Linked DNA regions of Oryzias latipes: region 2 is linked to region 1. Evidence: chromatin contacts called from public Hi-C data. All regions are on one chromosome and are shown on one strand. The core of a region is the stretch at or near the end of the contact, and the rest is flanking DNA. Distances in the headings are between cores, read along the strand shown.

Evidence for each region. A called contact is a pair of places that touch in the nucleus more often than the background predicts.
Region 2: a contact with region 1 is called in a Hi-C map of gastrula embryo, with 1.6 times the contacts expected there. The contact joins the promoter of ptpe here to the promoter of LOC101169310 in region 1. A contact is called at or near these places in 4 of 5 Hi-C or Micro-C datasets (embryo, fibroblasts and gastrula embryo).

Annotation. Positions count from the first base shown.
Region 1 is chr15:19,116,845-19,123,855 of ASM223467v1, reverse strand. LOC101169310 (putative pre-mRNA-splicing factor ATP-dependent RNA helicase DHX32) reads left to right here and starts at 4,891. Exons shown (of 11, transcript XM_020709500.2): 1 at 4,891-5,412; 2 at 5,498-5,691; 3 at 6,026-6,401; 4 at 6,876-7,011. The coding sequence starts at 5,131. LOC101169556 (disintegrin and metalloproteinase domain-containing protein 12) reads left to right here. Exons shown (of 24, transcript XM_023963430.1): 23 at 1,803-1,969; 24 at 2,329-3,672. The coding sequence ends at 2,332.
Region 2 is chr15:19,365,713-19,371,859 of ASM223467v1, reverse strand. ptpe (protein tyrosine phosphatase e) reads right to left here and starts at 2,812. Exons shown (of 21, transcript NM_001105088.1): 1 at 2,625-2,812.

The sequences.
Region 1 (7,011 bases), core at 3,642-6,141:
TCAAATCTTTGTTAAATGTAATCTTTCCAGGAACAGAGAATTTGCATTATTGTTGGCAAGAAAACACTTTTTTTTCTTTTTTTTTTTAATTCTTCCTGCTGTAATTTGAAAAGGTGCTTGTGCGCCTTAGGTGACTGCATCCAGAGGACCCAATGCTTCATTTTTAATGAAGATATGTGAGTACCACCAAGACTACAGTGGCAGGTTGAGGTTTTCTGCTAAATGAGTGCACATTATTAGAACGCAGAAGTGGGTTCATCTGTCTACTTAGAATTTTGTACAATTTTGTTTTTTCCTAAAGATATCGAGTATATAATTGTAAATTTGCCTCAAGTGGTTAATTATGAAGCCAAATCATTTAAATATTCCTATTTAATCGTCAAAGGTAGAGAATTTCAACATGTTTCTTTTTTTTATTAAAATATCTTGTAGAAGAATGACAACTTTAGACTCTTTTTTTAATATATATATATTTTATGGTGAAAAAGGAAGGATGATTTGATTAAACAACAAGTCTAAATTCTCTAAAAAGGTCATTTGCTTTTTTTTTTCTTCAACACCCCTCCAAAGCTGCATTTGAATGACAGGATAGAGATACAAAGGTCCCCAGAGGTTTTCTTTTCCTACAAAAAAATATGATTTCAGCCCTTTGGGTTATGTCAGCAGTGCGTTTTTACTAAGTGTACTTTGCAGCTGAGTAGTCTGGGGAATTACTGGTTGGTCTTGGTGAATTTAAAAATGTACACAACATAATCCCACATCTATGAGAGAAACTTCATGTTACAAGAAGATATTAAACCTTAGGTAATGATGGCAAAACGTTGTTTATATTTCAAGCTGCATGCCAAAGGGTCCAAGTACACCCAAAAGTAACCTCCCCCTCCCCGATCCCTGGGCTGCTTCTGAGGTTGACATTCCCTATTCTGTTTAGTTCCCAATCCTTCAGGTCAAAATGCTGGTTCTGTGGCTGCAGTGTGGAGGAGGAAAGGTCTATTGCCTGCAGGGATCCCCACCCACTTATTCCCACATGGTGAGGTTTGCCTCACAGTGGGTGTTTCCAGCACATCAAAAACACTCCTGAGGTTAGGGTGTGAGCAGACCAGAAAAGTTTGGATGAAAAATGCTCTGGTTGCAGTTTCTCAAGGGCCCTTTGGGTCCAAAAAGAGCCTTTTTAAGCCCAAAATACACTATTAGAGGCATTATTCTGCTGTTTTTAGAATACTAGTGCAGCTGGAGGGCATTTCCTTCAACCTTGGATGAAAAAATATGAAATCTGGTTTTTCTACATGTTCAAATAACAGAAAGTCATTCAGAGAGGGTGGTAAGGGGGTAAAATCCCTATACAGAATGGGTGTGCCATTGTCAGGCAAGGCTATGTTGCACTTTTAGGATTTTAGGATTTTAAAATACGTGTATTTGTAAAAAGTGTTTAGGCCGATATGGACTCACTGAGCGTCTGTGAGACATTACCTAAGTAGAAAGCAGGAGATGTTAGTCACAGTCTCTCCTCCTCTTGTAGATTAGTCAAACACAATGGTAACCTTCCATGTTCACTCATCACTTCCACAGCTAAAGTGGAGGGGAGTTGAAATGCACCTCATGTTTGTGGGGGTTTCCAGAGAAGAACACAGTGCCCTCTGCTGAAACATTTGAACTTTTCTGCCCGGAAAGCTGCTGCACAACTAATCGTGACCAAAATACAATGCAGCATTCAGACTTGTTTGCACCTTTTTGATGTGCTTTGTGTGTCTTTTTCAAAATAAAACCAGCAAATACTTAGTGGATTTTACTTTCCTCCTCAGGACTTTGACAAACCCAGTCCACCCCAGAAACCCTTACCTGCAGATCCATTACGGAGGGGCACTCCATCAGGTCACAGCATTGGGGGCCACATTCCAAGGACAGGGGCCCTGCCAATACCCATCCCCACTGTGCCCCGGCCACCTCCCCCTCTCTCTTTACCCAGCAGGTATTTCACTAAGCTGTTCACATTAGTACAGCAGAGGATTTTTTGTAGTTTTGTTTTTTTTGCCTTTTATAATTTTCTTGGTCAGATGGATGAAACTATGGGATGTACATTTGATTTTATTATTTTTAGATTATAATACCTTACCCTAACCATGAAAGCTAAGCATTTAGCTCATACAAAATGAATATAGAAGTTAATGACTTGGTTTTACACTTAAATATCGCTAAAAGAAAAAACGGATTCATTTATATTTCCTGTCATTCTGATATTTCTAATAGTGTTAAATTATAATGAGCTTAAGAAGAATCCTTTGGTGAAAATGTGTGTTTTATCTGAAGCTTTCTTTTCTTTCCAAACAGATAAATTCCTGTTGTTCTTTGGATCTGCGGCGTTGCCCCACAGACCACCAAAGACTCATCCGGCCTGCTGAGCTCTGGCCTCTCTTTGTTCAGAAATCCTTATTTTGCACTAATAACTTAAGACTCTGTTGGAAGTCACTGAAAGCAGAAAATGTTGGAGGGTTCTTAAAAATGTTTTTAAATGGGCTAAGATCACACCACGGTGCTACACCTTTACAAGGTGCTCTTGTCTTCGCTCAGGTACCAAGAAACTATTTATTCAACTATTTAACGTTGGTCCAGTTAGGGTGCAAAGCACTCTGTATGAAGAGAGAGTTTGTTTTGCTTGGGAAATTTTTGAAAAGAAGGAATTCTTGTGTCATTTTAGAAATTCTTTTTACAAATTTTTATGGTGATTTTATACATTTTTCTTGTTGAAAATCTTGAAATGCATTGTCTTTTTGTTTAACCAATATCCTGCTTTAACTAAGTTGGACTTGGGATGAAGATAATGAAAATGAACAGCATTTGTGGCACACTGGGCATTGTTATTTATTTAGTTCTAGCAATCTTTAGTGCTCGTTTAACTTCAGATGCATTCCTTGTCCCGTTGCTGCTATGGTGCTAAAATTCTTTGTTTTTCTATTTGTTCATTTTAGCCTTTTAAAACTCATCTAAACGCTTCTTGGAAATTATTGATCCACCATTTTTTTTGTGTGATATTGCTCTGATTTGAGGTTCCTTGTTTATTTTTTCAATGTGCTGCTTTGAGTTTTAAAAAGTTCTGGTGCCGGTGGATGCTGTAGAGCGTCAACATTTCTGACAGTAAAACACCAAATAAATCATTACGTTTACCATTTCTCTTCATTTTTTCAATTTAGTTCAACTTTGTGAAAAAAACGATCACTCCAAATGTCCACAAGGTTATTAACCTTCTGCTAAAGCCTTCCTTTATTTTGCATTTATGCGTCCAGATCGTTCTGCTCTGCAAACAGAGCGCCAAGGCTGTGCCGCTTTTCTTCAGAAAAATGTGTTTCAATGTGTAACAACTGTCAGAGTTGAGGCTCCTTGCTGAAAAACATTTCTTGTCGTTATGTGGATAAACCTTTTAAATGTAACATCTGTACTATGTTTTTTTTGTAAGTCATCACAAGTGTAAATATGGTATGCCAGTCATTACTTTGTTCTTTTAGTATTGTTTTGTTTTGCAAAAGCACAGAAATGTTATTTGTCTTTATCCACAACGAATGATTGAAGAGAAATTTGATTTTTGTTTTTGTTTTGCTTTAATCTTGAAAAGTTTCAATAACTGTAAACCAAGCTTTAAGGTTTCCGATTTATCGAAATAAAATAAAATAAAAGCGAATAAAAGTTATTTTATGTTTTTGAAGATTTTTTTTTTGTTTTACTTTCATTTTTACTTTGACTCAGAAAAATGCTTATTTTAGGAGAAAAGATTTATTCATCAGTAACTTCTGCACATATTTTTATTGATTGCAGCTGTTATCTTCAATAGTTGAAGGACGCCTTGTGTGTACAGATCAACCAGAGATGATGCTCTTTTGCTACTGTTGGTCTTTCTTCACAATTATTAAAACTTAAAAAGATTTGTTAAAAGTAATGTTGATGCATTTTGGGAAAGTGACAGAAAACTGTCTACAACATCCCAGGTTTGTCCAATACTGCCACCTGTTGGATAACAACAGTTAAACTACTGGACTTCAATTGTTGCCCTACATAAACATGTTGAATATGAATCATAAGGGTCAAACATTTAAAAACAAAAAAAAGGCTTTTCGCATAAAATATGTGACAATGTTCTAATTTGTAGTATTTTGCACAAGAACTCTTTTAAAAGTTAATGGGGAAAAAAATCTTGAATGTTGTTTAAATGTTCGTAATCAGGTTTCTACATTTGTTTTGTTTTTTTACTGTTCTTTCAGCAGCCGGGAGGATATTTAAATTAATATTTTATTTTTTAGAAACTGCATACTCTATTACATGGAGTGTATTCATCAAAGCTAAACGTCACACTCCAATCATCTTCAGATCTCTTTTTTAAGTGTTCCCTGTGGTCTTTTAGGTATGATTATGCTGTTTTTAAAATAAAAAACCTGGGTTGTTTTCTAGGACAAACTTGGTGCAGAGTGGCAGTAGTTCATAAGTAATTCACCTCTGAGTTTTGGTTGTGATTGTTGCCGCGGAGCAACCCCATCCCCCATTCCCTTCCATGTTTCTAAAAGCAAAGAGCTAGGAGCTTGTAGTCCACCCAGTGTATTTTCTATGTCACAAATACATTCTTCTTTAAATGGCATTTTTTTCGGCTGCTTCTAATTTAAAGCAGTTTGCAATAACAAATGCGCAGAAAGACAATTTTCATCTTAATTGTATTTATATATGTCCATCATGAGAGAAATGCCAGAAGAACATGTTAATAACACCAAAAATACAATTTTCCTCAGAGTGGGTCTTTAAAATAGTTTTTTTGTGTTAATTTCTGTTTGTAGTTGATAAATAAGTTGTGCAGATTGCGTTTCATCTGGTGTTCTTTGTAAACAGCAGACATTCCAGTCTCTGCCAATCTACTCCGTCTCACACTAGTGCCTGTGTGTGTGCGTCTGTGTGTGTGTTGATGACCACACTGCCTCTGTGGGATTAGTAGCCACATGACAACACTGGGCTGGACGCCCACTGAGCCCTTCATTGTGTTTTGCTCGCAGCAGACGCAGTCTCACTGCAGCCGCTTCACTGAAAGCTGGAGATTTCCAGGCTTCATTTGTATGATCCTGTAAATGAGGTCGAAAGCGGACAGACTCTGTTGTGATGGAGCAGGACGTTGCCAGTTTAGGTGGAGAGGACTACTTTGCGGGGAACTCGCCCTGTTGCTCCGACTCTGAGGCTTTGAGTCAAGGAGACAAAGATTCTGCTGACATCTTGGAGCTGAATCAGTTTGATGGACTTCCTTATTCATCTCGGTTTTACAAACTGATGGAGGAGAGGAAAGAGCTGCCAATGTGGAGGGCAAAGAGTGAATTCATGGACACGCTGGCCAATCAACAGTTTGTTGCTGTCAGTGGCTTTGCCAAAACAGGAAGAAGTTCTCAAGTGAGTGTGTCATTTTTTTATGCCAATATTTTTGCAAAGATGTTTCTTAAAAAAAAAAAAAAATCTCACTTTTCTTTTATTGCAGATTCCCCAGTGGTGTGCTGAGTTCTGCCTGTCAGTCCAGTTCCGGCACGGCATGGTGGTTTGCACCCAGATCCATTCCCAGCAGGCTGTTGATCTGGCCCTGAGAGTGGCAGATGAGATGGATGTGAATGTCGGCCATGAAGTGGGTTACAGCATACCTCTGGAGAAATGTTGCGCCAGTGAGACGGTACTAAGGTGTGCAAACACAAATGTCTGTTCTTGCCACAGATGTGTCCAGAGTTCCTTTTTTTTTTTCTCTTTTTGTAAGAATGCGTGGTCGTGATACCCCGCCTTAAAGAGTGGTGAACAAAAGGCTTGAGGGGCTCTTTTCAAGGGCTTCACACCAGCTGCCCGTCTCCCTGTCGACCCATATGTCACACTCACCACGAGGGTCCCTCATACGTCATGCAGAACAAAAGCACTCAGCACAACAAGGGAAGGGAGATAAACTGGGATTTAATCCAAATAAAAGATGAAATGTTTGTGAATACTTTCCTAAATTCAAGCATAACATCATCATTCAACGCAGGTTCTGCACAGACAACATGCTCCTCCGGGAGATGATGTCCGACCCTTTGCTTGAGCGCTATGGTGTGGTGATTGTGGACCAGGCCCACCAGAGGACTGTAGCCGCCGACATACTTCTTGGCCTGCTGAAGAACATCACTCTGCTGAGGCCAGAGCTGCGAGTGGTTGTCATGTCGGCTGTCGAGCCCACCCCAAAGCAGCTGACCCACCTCTCAGGGTCAGAGGTGCCCGTGATGCGCATAGAGACGCAGGGTGCAGGGGAGGTGGTGTACACCAGCTCCGGCGGCAACTACTTCTGCTCAGCTCTGCGTCTCGTTCTGGAGATCCATCACTCTGAGGAGTGGGGCGATGTGGTTGTGTTTCTAGTCACAACGCAGGTAAAAAAAAAAAATACACAAATAAACAAAAATACTGCATTAAACATGGCTTAGTGCAGGGGAGTCCAAATCTAAAGAGGGACAGATTTGGTGAGGTGAAATTGTGTGAGGCCCAACCAATCGTTCTGCGTTATTCTTTGAAAATTAAGTATTTAATAACTGTTTTTTGGTAGCAACGGGATACTTTTAATATTTTCACATAGAACCGAATCAAAATATATATTTTTACAAAAGTCACTGAGAATTTCATATTTGATGACCAGAATCAAATAAAGAAAAACGTCTGTCTGGAAAAATAACCTTTTTCTTGACACTAAATCTGGGTTCATTTGAAATGTTGCATATTATTTATTATTTAATCTTCACTGTAAACTTCTAAATTCAAATCATCTGAGCAGAAAAATAACACAAATAGTTATCTTATTCAGAAACCACTGCAAATCATAATAGCTTATTTCTCTTCTGTTCCACCAGGAAATAGACCTGGCCCATGACATCCTGTGTCACGAAGGGCGCAGCTTACCACCCCACCTGGGCGAGTTGGTTCCAATCGTGATGCATCCCGGCCAACCAGGGAGTCTGCCGGAAACAGAGCGGGCACGGAGAGTGA
Region 2 (6,147 bases), core at 1,563-4,062, 250 kb before region 1:
ATATGATAAAAAGTAAAAAATAAAAAAAAATAAAAAATGTCTGTCTAATGTTGTGTTATTATTGTTTCTTTTATTTTATTTTGTGTTTGTGTATGACTTGACCCCTAACATTTTCATGAATAAAACTTAAAATAAAGGTCCATAAATTATGGAAGAAGCCAAAACTGAAACACAGGTGTTATGTGCCTCCTTTTAGGTAGGTAGATTTGTGTCTGTGTGTGTGTGTGTTGTGCGCTTGCACACATGCATGTGTATTTGCGTTATCACAGAAGAGAAATCAGATTCCCTGCGATATGAGTTATGGCATGTATTCACTATGCATGCTATTAAGTGTCACGCATTGTCAGCAAAGAAATGTACTCTTCAGTGCACATCACCGCAACTGCACTTCCTCCTCTTTCAGCGAGCTGCACCATGAGTTTACTTATGAAACTATTGTAGCATAACGAGGTAGCCAAGTTTAAAATTGACGTATGAATATAAAATAGTATATGCAGGAAATAGCCTGGAGGCAATTGTTAAAAGCTTGAAAGAAATGCATGAATCCCAAACAAACTGTAATGCTGCATCTCCTAAACAGCACTGTATTCTGAACACTACTATATGGACAGCTGTTCATCATGGCTAGAAGTCATTTTGAGGGAAAACTAAATTATAACCTAAAGTAGAAGTCTTTGTTTTTGTTTTTTTGCTAAATCTCTGTTTTCTTACAGCTGTGCATTTCTGCAGACAAACAAAATGTAATCCTCATGATGTACAAAGGCAAACTATATCTGGACAAAGAAGTCAGATTAGGGATTTAGAAAACAAAATTGCTTGAGCATGGAAGGAAACAATTTGTTTGAGACTAACAGGGTAAGACATGCACTTGTCAATGCTTTGGGTGGGTGTACAAACTAAAAAAAACCATCAAAACATCCTTATCAATAAATTGACATGCAAGACAAAATAAGGACCAGGGTAACACCCATGCATGCATCATTGCTAAAGCTGCTCCCCATGTCAGCTGAAAGTCGATAACGCATTGAGTCTAATGAGCTCAATGCGTGACAGTCAGCTCATCAACAACAGTCTCCAATATCCAATACCTCTCTGCAACATTCAAAGTTTGCAGCAGCTACAGTGACATTTTCTGTCACACACATATGAAGGGTATAAGAACTACTTGGTGCGCTCCAATGTTCTTTTGATCTATTTCAAAAGCATTCACCAGTCGTCTTTTTATTACAATTATGCTGTTGTGGGCAAGTTGTGGGCAAGACTATTGGCGTTGAGTAAGCCTGCGCTCCTTTGCCATGATCCCTGTATTTACTCTCCCGCCAGCTTACAGACCCTCACTCACCTCAAAAAGATATATATGGATCTGTTGGTCTGCAATTGAATGTGTCAGAATGGAGGAGGGAGCTTGTGGCTCCTGATTGGCTGCTGATTGTAGTTTGTATGTAACAAATTATAGCTTTTTCATACAGGTAACAAACTGATGGAGACGTATATATATATATATATATATATATATATATATATATATATATATATATATATATATATATATATATATATATATATATATATATATATATATATATATATATATATATATATATATATGTATGTGTGTGTGTGTATATATATATATGTGTGTGTGTGTATATATATATATATATATATATATATATATATATATATATATATATATATATATATGTGTATATGTATCCATCAGTTTGTTACCTGTATTCAGTATAAATGACACGTGTTCTAAAATAAATTGTAGCTGACCATGCTTTAATGATTTTAATTCAGATACTTCTACAGTGATTCTGATGTAGGCTAACCGGTGCTCTAAGGCAACTCCAAATTTAACATATATTTTTCTTTTCGGGTCACTGGGATGTGGGATGCCACTGAAAGTTCCTAACACTTAGGTTTCATGGAACAAAAGCAAGTTTCCACATTTCTTAATCATTTTGTATTTGACATTTGAAAATCTGGGTGGGAAGTGAATCCATGTATTTATTATTTCATTTGTTAGGGTGGCATGATTAGTCAGTCTGCATGAAAACTAGGTGAGCTAAAACGTTGCTACATAGAGGCACAGCCCAGAGCGTGTGAGCAACAGCATCCACTGGGACTGTTGGAAGCCAGGCCTGCTACTGCGCATGCTCCCCAGTGATTCCTGCATGAAATCAATGATGTTATTTTAATGTCCAAATGGGATTTAAAGCACCCCCCCAAAAAACAACAAATTATCGTTTGTCCGATTATTTCGGTTCATTTAGAAATGATCAACCTCGACATGCTGGTGCGGTGGTCAAAGCACGCGTGGAATTGCTCCACTAACCCATTTTTTCTCTGTAGGGCATCTGTGCTCAGGTATGTCGGCTAAGGTGCCCTGTAGCCTAGAATTCATGTGACCTGCGTGCGTTTTCTCTCCGTGGATTTAATATTCTACAATCAAAAAGGAGAGAAGAGGAAGATAATGCGTAAAGGATGCTACAAATCGGCGTCTGTGCACGTTGGAGAGGTCCAAAATAACAAAAATAAAGACTGAGTGTAGATATGCGTATTTACGCGCTGAAAAGCGGCCCTGTTTGTTATCAGTGCTTGGTGTTTCTGCATCTTACCGTGGAGCAGCGATGACCTCGTCTCACCCGGCGCAGCGGCGAATGACGATGCGGGGTCGTGCGTGCTCTCTGCTGGCTGCTTTTCCTCCGACGTCCTTCGGAGAATAACGCGGAACGCACGGAGCTGTCGAATCGTCTGACCGGAGCTGAGGAATGCGTTCACGCTCCCTCGATGATCATGTTTCCTGCAGATCCCTCTCAGAGGATGCGCGGCGCTCCAATCCCCCCACCCACCCCCACCCAGCCTGAAAGCACGCCTACCAGAACTGGGCCGTGTTACGGCAGAGTGGAGACTGGAGAGACCCTCCCACGGGCGCAAAGCGTGGATCAGGTGAACGCTCAGCATCCTTCACATTCCTGCATCACTGGATGATAAAGGGCAGGCTTGTGCATAAAGAGGCTGTGTCTGTTCTACTGTTGTTGTTTTTCTTCACAGTTGACATTTTGCGAGATTTTTTTTGTTTAATACAGAAAAGCTTCACGTGTTCCTGTCGGGCTGCTTTGGGAGTGTTATGATTACACAGCGACCTTAAAAAGCTGCTGTTTTTGTTTATGACAAGTGATGCTGCTGACGTAGAGGTTCGGGGTAAAATTTCCCTGCAAAAATCTTGATTATCTTCATTAAATGTCAGTCTTTTAACCTAAAAGAAGAAAAAAAACCTCGTAAAATCAAGGTTTAAGGGGAGCTTCCTGTTGATGAAGATGAACCTTCTTCAAGAGGAAGAAGAGGTTGCTTATTTTTTATGACTGTTGTTTGCATCACATCATTATATGTAATAACAATGCTTTAAAAACAATATGCAAAAGTTTTATTCACATAGTATAATATTGATGGGTTTGTGCACAACAAATTGCCTTTGGCATTGAAGTTCTGAAGTCAAACACCAGCATTTTTTAGGGCATCTGGGGAAATAGTTGTTGTTATAATTAGGTTTATAGACATTAGAGCAGATTTCACATCTGTTTAGACTAATAGGTTTTGTTCAGAAAATCCCTCAAAGTACTTTTGTTTACAGCATGTAGGTCAATCCTCTTTGGCTTCATGTTCTGAAAAGAATGCAGTAAAGACACATCTTTACTGACCTCTTGTGGGATACATTGATTTGGAAGGATGGTGTGTTTTATCGCAACCAAATGGACATTCATTGTCGATTTTAAATAATGGGGGAGATTTAAATATATTTAGGCTCAAAATATTGAACTACTGATTCCCCCACATCATAAAAACTCTGAAAGGGAGTCGACACAGGACAGATTTCTGGAGGAAACCCATCATTCCTGTGTATATTCTATGACAATTTTCCTTCACAAGATTTTCATCACCAAAACACCTGTTTGTTTGTTTGTTTTTTAAAGAAAAACTCATTAAGAACCTTTGAAAGCTTTTTTCTTTTTTTAAAGATTTTCTTTTTTATTATTTTTTTAAGCATTTACAATGCATCAAAGCCAGTGTTAGAGGTATGCCTTTTTAAAGAAGAATATTCAATCAGGTTTTTCCTTTAAAAAACAAATAATAGGAGTATTGGTACCTGGAGCATTGGAAGGCACTCTAGTAGGTAGGCTAATTTACTTTTTTTTATAATTCCATCATTTTTTAAATCCCTTTATAAAAGTCATCCAGAATGCTTATTTTTCAATATCATTTCAGTAAAAAACACCTAAATTTAGAAAGTGAAGTAATTGAACTTCTCTATTCAGAATATCCCTGTGCCTTTCTAATGATCAGAATCTCCATACTTACATGTTTTCTAATCAATATTTACCAATTTTAACATCGCAAACATATTTTTACGAATGTTTTTGAGAGAACCTTTTTCAATAGTTGGAACTTTTATAAAGCTTTTTTTTTATTTATTTTTTTTTTTATTTGTCATGTCCAACAGCTGGGCAGACAGATGAGAGCTGAAGGCCTCTATCGTTGGACATATTTTACTTTAACAACAGGGGTTATAAATCTTCAGACAGACCAGAGGTATGTCTGAATAAACCCCTTTTGTAATTGAGGCCAAACTTTATTCATGTCAATCGTATTTGAAAATCTTTGGTGTTGGACGGAAAAGGAAAGGAGGGAAGAAGAGAGAGGGATGTTGGAGAGAGGGGATAGGAGGGTGATAATAGGAGGGGGGGGGGAACAAAACCATGAAGCAGCATAAAGCAACAAGTTGCTGGATGTTTATCATTACGGTAAGGTACAGATGTAATACAAATCTCAAAGGGCGGGGCCTTTCCACACACACTCAAATGTTACAAACATACCTGCTAGCTGCGAAAATGTCCACATGTCAACTGTTACTGTTATAAAGCTTAAGATGTTATAAATGTGGTGAATTTTAACTAGCTCTGTTTTCTACTAGGTTCATTATAACTGACAGAGAAAGGGGAACTAAAGGTCAAATGTAAGAATCCCTGTCTTTGTGATCTTTGGATCACATTAGCTCAATTGATGCTGGTTGCTCCATAATTTAACTTTATTCACCTTTTTTGACAGGGGTTTCATTGCAGTCTTGGGAGTGTGTAGTCTTAACATTTCTTTTAGTCAAATGTGAGTATACTGGCCCTGTGATAGACTGATGAACTGACCAGGTTGTAGCTCGCCTTTACTGGCAGTGGCTGGGATTTATTTCTGCCACCCAGTGACTCTGAATGGGACTATCTTAGAAGATAGATGAATGAGAATATTTGTTTTTGCTTTGTTAGCTTTGCAAGCAGTCACTCTTTATTGTAATGTGATGCAATGTGGATTGGATTTTTCCCGCTTTAGATAATTTCCTCCTTTAGTCACTGTGACATTTATTAATGCAAACCACAAGGATTTAAGTGTAGATCTTAAAAACAATGACAATAATTTTACTATAATGAAGGCTAGCTGCCTTTTTAAAGAACTTGTAGCAAAAAAAAATAATGGAATTTGAAGCCTTCACATTTAATAAAACTACCCATCAGCATAAGTATATTCACAGACTCCTTACAACAATGAAAATTAAACTGCACACGATTGCAAAAAAAAAAAAAAAAAAAAAAAAAAATGAAAATACACTTGTGTTCTGCCCAATAGGGTCTTGAGCAATTTGTTAGCATGCAGAATTCTTTTGATTTCTACTGGTGTTTAAATTAATGCAAGAACGTCATATTTAACAGAATCATTTTTTACAATTTGTTTTTTCTTTTACCTTTGAAACCAATGAACATGCCCCAAAGACATTTCTTTTAGGTAAGTCAAGTAATTTTTCTGTTTTGTATTTATATTTCGTGCTTTCTTTGTAATTTTTCTAATTCCAATTTATCTTTTTTAATTCTATGTTAAACTTTTACAAATATTTAAGCTTCACATCTAATTGGAGTGTAAATTTCATATTTTGTTACATTTATTTGATTTCTTTTTTTTTCCATGTTACTCTTATGCTATGCTTTTATTTGACTTTTAGGGCAGTTTATACTGATACATTTCACTATTCCCTTGAACATTCTAGCTCCTTAAGCAGGTTTTTGATGGTCATGGCTCTTATGTTACCTTCTATTTGGT